2 separate regions of the Sus scrofa genome follow, and region 1 is linked to region 2. A link is a contact called in public HiChIP or PLAC-seq data. All regions are on one chromosome and are shown on one strand. The core of a region is the stretch at or near the end of the contact, and the rest is flanking DNA. Distances in the headings are between cores, read along the strand shown. Region 1 has its middle 620 kb from the start of FAM49B. Region 2 has its middle 460 kb from the start of FAM49B.

Region 1 (3,476 bases), core at 960-3,459, 160 kb before region 2:
GCCGTATTCATTACATTATGTAAGTTCCTATGAGGTGGGTAATTATTATCATCCTCATTCCATATGTAAGGAAATAGAGAATTATAGACATGGGAAAATCTACTCAGGGCTACAAAGTTGGTCCATAGCTTGTTCATTTGCATAAGCTGACTTCCAATAGACCCTGTGAGAGTCATTTCCAAGGCCGTAGACTGTGAGTACAACAGAGGCATTACATTCAGTAAAGGCTAATTACAAAGACCAAGGCTGTCAGTGATGCTTTACCATTTGTCTATATCTGGTCTCAGGCAGAGCTTCCCTCTCCCCCAACTATTGCCTCCCCAGCATCTCTTAGTCCCCACGTTCAACAAGCAAAGTTTTTAAGGAGCAGCTTTGTCTACCCTTCACCAATACAACCAGGTAGAAAGCAAAATCTTCCCTAAAACACAGTGGCCAGTGAGGGATGGCTGATGCTCAGCCATGTGGGTGTGAGAGAGAAGTTCAGGTTTTGGTCCAAGCTCTGTCTTTTACCATGATATTCTAAGTGCTTGTGCTTAATTATATCATTGTCTCTGTTCCTCATACCAATGATCACAGGTAGTTTTATTCCTGAGAATCAAAGAAGTTCAGTCACTTGCTGAAAATCAGCTAGTAGGTAAGCAGAGCTGGACTTCAAACCCAGGTCTGAGACTCAAAAGCCCTCAATTTAACCATCATATTTACATTGCCTCTGGGACTGCTCTAAAGTTCTATGCACAAAGAAAACCTGTGAAAGCGTTTTACAAGAGAACGAATCCTAGGAAATCAGTCATAGTCTTTCACGGACTGTGGGGCCAATATGGCAGAAAAAGTAGAGGTCAAAACATTTATCAGCTTCAATTAGTCCCTGTTCAAACAGGTTCAGAAAGGAGACATGATTTGCCCAACCTGGAGCAGGTCATTAACTGCACATCTAATAGGAGAACCAGATGCACTTGGGTTTCTTTAAACTTGTTTACTTTCAAGTCTTCCACTATTAAATAACTACTGTGAAATTGCTGGATGAGCTCGCCAAAGGTGACGTCAGGAATGGAAGAACCGCTTTATCGAGGAAATTGTCATGGTTTACCCAAGTTTTTCCAATAATATCAATTTATTAAATTCCTTTGGTAATTCCAGGATTATATTAGACACTTTGGGAAATAAATAAATAAGAAGCACAGCCCTGACCCTCAAAAAGCTTATACTTTGTTGGGGGAGAGTGGATTTAAGCATGAACTATTATGACCACCACAATCCAAAGAGCATCAATTACGTGCTATGGTGGTTGGAAGAGCTCTCAGATATGACTCTAGAAAGTCTTATGTGGATGCAGACAAAATTCAGCAGAGATGAAAATCAATGAAAACGGTAATCAATGAAAGTCTCATGGAGAAGGAAAGATCAGCTTTGAAGTATAAGGATCATTTCTTTTGACAGAGGAAATAACATTTTTCAAAGCTGGAGGAGTAGAGAGACAGACAGACAGCATGCCCTGCCATAAAATTCTTTGTACTGAAAGAATAGGAGTTTATCTCAGTTAACACAAGACTTATTAATTGCAAAGAAAGAAAGGCCTGTTGGTGTTACCTCAAGGACAAGGGGTTTATTGTAGAGGTAAATGTAAATGTAAATAAATTAAACAATAATAGATGAAAATAAATAATTAATAAATAAATAAAAATAAATAATGAATAGAACAGGCACAGAATTTTCAAGCTATTAGTATGGTCCAGGAATTATGCTAAGAACTTTATGTACGATCTCACAGGATCAGTGGTACTATTAGCTCCCATTCCATGTCACTTGTGGGAAAACTGAGGCCCAGAGAGGTTAAATGACTTACCTAAGGTCACAGAGCTAGAATTTAAATTCAGGCAGTATAACTTCAGAGCCCTCATGCCTAAATTAAGTGGCCCTGAAATAATGCGTGTGTGTGTGTGTGCGCGCGCGCACACAAACATTCATACATGAATGTGTCTCAAGGTTTTCCTAAAATTGCAGTAATAGCATCTCTCCTGGCTTTTTCCTACCTGCTCTCTGAGACACTCAATACAGCCAGCTGTGCCATAACAGCGTTTTAGGAACTACACTCTCTGTCTCGATCCTGAATTGACCTTGAGGCTTTGGGCTTCAGCTTCCAAGTGAGTCAGCCCTGCCTGTCATTTTCCTAGTCACAGACTCCCCAGCTCGGACTGACTCATGCAGGCTCAAGGACACTGGCCTCCTGATCTGCTTTCAGTTGGGTGCTCAGTTTTGTTGTCCTGTAGGCTGTGGCTTGGACATGGGCAAAAGTCACATGGTCCACTACCAATCTAGCCAGTGCTGTGGACTCAGCAGTGTCCCATAAAGGATGAAGTCAAGAGTGTAGGGAGCAAACCAAAGCAAAGCATTTGTTTTCAATCACCCAAGAGAGTTCTTTATTTTTGGTCCAAAAAAAGGATTTTAGAGATGGATGCATTCCCATTTTGCATATAAGCATATTAAGGTCAGGGCAGATAATCCACAGCCTTAAACCAAGACCGTTCACAAATTAAAGGAAAAGCTGAGACCAGAATTCTGGTGTCTTCGACCTACCATCTAACTCCATTTTCCACGTGGCACTCAGGAATCTAAAATGCACATTAAACTACAAACACCTTGAAAAGGACTTTTGCCTCCTGGCTCCACTTTCTCTCGTAGCATCATGCGACTTTGAAAGAGCTGAGGGTCAAAAGAACTATTTGCTTCTAATTGTCTCAATAAATTTTAAAGATGTTATTACATTGTAGTCATTAAGAACTGGTAAGAGTAGATGCAATATGATAAGATCAAGGCCATGAAGCTTAATAGTCCTTAGCTGATTGTCACCCTCTTCCTTTTTTTCTTTCTTTCATATTTTTTTCTTCAGAAAGAACAATGCTACCCGGGACTGTAAAGCACCCGGATCCAACAGCACTTTATATTTCCTGCCATAAAATTCCTGCACTGGAGCAGCTGCCAGCTAACGTTGAGGACTGCACAAATAAACACTGAAGCTCTGATCCCTACAGCACAGCCAGCCTGGCCTGTGAGACCAAGAGATGGGCAGAACAGATGTCTGTGCAAAGAAATGTGACCTTTCACACACTTTGAAATATTTTCCCTGTTCTCATTGTTATCTAACACCTTCTTTGTTTCCCTTTCTCCCTTCTTTCCTTGCCTCCTACCTTCCCTCCTTCTTTCCTTTGGAGCGGAATTAAAAGAAAACTACTGGATAGCAAAATTATCTCCTATGGTTGGCAATAGAATTTTGTGAACTAGATCCTACCTGATAAGCAAAGCCTACTTATAGCAATGCCCTGTATATGAGGCCTACTATATTCAAGAACTGGACTTGGTATTTTACTGAAGTCACCGCATTTAATTCTGCTCTGCAAGGCAGTTATTACTATTCCTATGATATAGAAGCAAGGCCTGAATCCTAGAGAAGTTCTTGAGTGATTTCCACGATATCATAT
Region 2 (3,220 bases), core at 599-3,098:
ATATATTGGTTTTTAACATTTATTGGCTTTTACATACCACTACTTCTCTTCATGACCTTCAAGTAGTCCCACTTAGCCTACACAGTCTTCAAGGCCCCAGCTCACCACCTCCATGAAGCCCTCCCAGATTCCCCTGAGAATATGTAATTCCTCTCAAATTCAGAAATATGACCAAGACCCTGGGTATTTTCTACCTCAAATTCTAATTTTTTTTTCTCATATCTTAATGTCTCCTTTGACGAAGGCAAGGCTTCCATATGCTTCAACTTTGTAAGGATTATTATGCCTAACAAAACATGGTTCAAACCATAATGGGAGTTCAATCGTATCTGTGATATAAACGAGTGATGAATTTTCCCATTCACCTTTCTCCCAAAAGCACCATCCAATGCCAGAGTAGGAGAGAGAGAGAGAGAATTAGACATCTGTTTGGGGAGAAAACTAGCCTCGTTTCAGACAAGAATTCTTGAAGGCAGAAGCAACTAAAACTTCTGCAGCTCTTTAATAAAGGCTCCCTGGAAGCTGTGACAGAATTCCACAGACATATAAAGCCCTGTCTTGCCAGGACCTGAGATACTGGTCATTTTCTTAGGCTAGAGTAGGCATCACTGCCTAGAGCTGAGGATTCTTACCGTCTCCCCCTACATCTGCATACTTAATTAAAGCTATCACATCTCTGTTTTTTATGGCTCCGGCTGTGGCATATGGAAGTTCCTGGGCCAGGGGTTGAATCTGAGTCGCATCCGTGAACCTACACCACAGCCACAGCAATGCCAGATCCTTAATCTACCGAGCGAGGCCAGGACTCAAACCGGTATCTTCATAGAAACAACATCAGGCCCTTCACCCACCAAGCCACAAGGGGAAAGCCACCTCACCCTTGATTTTTCAATCTTTTCTTTCCCTAGTTAAACAGGGAGGGGAAAGTGGTCGAGACATTGGCATGACATAACTTAGCAACCCTGGGCTTCTAAAAAAGCTACGCTACTTTGATAAGATGATTTAACGTCTCCGGGTCTCTGCGTCATCATTTATAAAGGGGAAATAATAACACTCACTACGCAGACTGTAGGATCATTGTGAGAATTAGATGAGAAAATACACATGAAGTCACTCAACAGTGCCTATGAAGAAAGGCTGGCTTCATCCCCACCTTCCCCTCCTCTGAAGTACCATTTCCCTTGATCAGAAAACACTGGTGGGAGCCGGGAGATGACAAACCCACACCCATCGTCTCCCTGGAAAAGAAGAGATTCATCCTGACCGGCTGGCATTCCAGAAGTCTCCCAACCTTCTGAAGATTCCATGTGCACTGGATGAAACTGGATTTCCAACAAACTATTCCCTGCCAGGGCATCGCCCAGCCAGAGGCTCTGACTCCCATTCAAAATTGAGCTGAGTTTGCCATCTAGAGGACATCCTTGGACAGGCAGTCACCAACACCCACCGGAGCGCCTAGAACAGAGATGAAGTTCATTCCTTCCCTAACCTGCACTGAGCATCTGCTCTGAACCCTGCACCACGGGTACGGGGCACACACAGTGCAGCCCCTGCCCTCAGCGAGCTCACAGTGCAGCGGGGCGTTCACATTCTAGATCGATTGCAGTGTCCAAAGGAAGACCTGCTTTCTGGCAGAAGGAGGAATGGAACCATACCCTTGGACCATACAGAATGGAACTGCCCACTAGTAAACCGCAGCCAGGAAGCAGAGTGGCTGAGCTGAGTCTTGCACTTAGGATGTGAGTTTCAGTCTCTGGACACTCCATCACAGCTGTGTTGGACATCAGAGGGCCCCACCCTCCTCATTGTACAGCCAAAGGGAGAAGCAGTTGAAGCCACTCTAATAATGCACGTGTTCCTTCTAGGACACCGAGGGACTAGCCTATGCCCTCCCAGGGTAGTGTAGCAGAAAGGCTGTGTACGGAGGTTTCTGGGCTAAGTGTCCTTCAAGGGCAGGTATGCAGAAGCCAGTTGTTTTTAGATCTCGTTAAGGTCTTCCCTTGCCAATGACAGACTAAATGAGGAACCTTGGCCTCTGGCCTAGATTCACACATCTTTCTCACCCTATAAATCTGGTCCATTTGGAGAAAGTCTCTCTGACTTTCGCAGGCGTTCCTCCGGGTGCCAGGAATGTCTCTCCATTTGGAATTGTGCTTATGGTCCAGCAATCCCTCAGCCTATGAAGGTGGCAATGTGGCTACATACAATTCAGGACATTTAAACTGGAGAGGAAATCTCTTTTCCAGAAGCGAGAATGTGCTCCAGGATACTAAATATTGCACCAACATTACATCCTTTTCAGACCTATCTCACAGCTCTTTATTGCATTTGCAGTTTTAGTTCACGCACACAGATTAAAGAAACATGCACCCTGTTCCTACTATGTGCGAGTACAGGGCTAAGCAAAGCACTGAGGATGCAGTGATGACCGCGGCAGTCACCAACACTGCCCTCATGGGGCTTGCAAGTCATTATCCAGATAATGATGTCAAGTTTTTTGTTTGTTTGCTTTTTTTAGGGCTGCATCCATGGTATATGGAGGTTCCCAGGCTAGGGGTCAAAACAGAGCTACAGCTGCTGGCCTACACCACGGCCACAGCAACGCCAGATCCAAGCCGTGTCTGTGACCTACACCACAGCTCACAGCAACATCAGATCCTTAATCCACTGAGTAAGGCCAGGGATCGAACCCACATCCTCATGGATCTTAGTTGGGTTTGTTAACCGCTGAGCCACAAAAGCAACTCCATACATCCATAAAGTTTTTAATTTGAAGTGCACGAGACTCTCAACATAGTTATTGATGATTGGTGAAAATTGTAGCTACATGTTTCCATTCAAGTATAGCTTTGTGAGTCATTTATCATTTATTATACAAGCGATCTGTCAGACATGGGGCTGGATGCCATTTAGAGCAGGAGAGGAGCATTTACATAAAGAATCATAACGTGGTTGAGGGTTCTTGGAGAGGATCATGCCTAGTTCTAGCAGGAATAATCAGAATAACGAAAACAGAGGAATAACAGGGCTCATCTTTGCTGAATAATTAAATTGAAATTCAGCTGGAGCCAAATTAACCTGAAATCCAACCATGATTGTTGGAAATAGCCACCTCCAGGGAGCCCTCTGTCCCAGGAATGGGGGCAGGTGAGGGGTATGGAGACAGACTGCACCACAAATGATCAGACACTTGCCAGAGCATACCCATTTTCTATATGTG

Evidence for each region. HiChIP or PLAC-seq counts read pairs in DNA pulled down with a chosen protein or histone mark.
Region 1: a contact with region 2 is called in an H3K27ac HiChIP or PLAC-seq map of skeletal muscle. The contact joins two enhancer-like sites. A contact is called at or near these places in 2 of 2 datasets of contacts at active chromatin or transcription factors (alveolar macrophages and skeletal muscle).

Annotation. Positions count from the first base shown.
Region 1 is chr4:11,090,239-11,093,714 of Sscrofa11.1, reverse strand. No RefSeq gene overlaps it. Among named protein-coding and RNA genes, the nearest start is that of FAM49B, 620 kb to the right of the region's middle. Within about 2 kb of position 2,209, at least 5 of the 83 cell types and tissues checked have an H3K27ac peak or open chromatin away from gene starts, as enhancers often do. A contact at or near this core is called in alveolar macrophages and skeletal muscle, where this site is marked.
Region 2 is chr4:10,934,184-10,937,403 of Sscrofa11.1, reverse strand. No RefSeq gene overlaps it. Among named protein-coding and RNA genes, the nearest start is that of FAM49B, 460 kb to the right of the region's middle. Within about 2 kb of position 1,848, at least 11 of the 83 cell types and tissues checked have an H3K27ac peak or open chromatin away from gene starts, as enhancers often do. A contact at or near this core is called in alveolar macrophages and skeletal muscle, where this site is marked.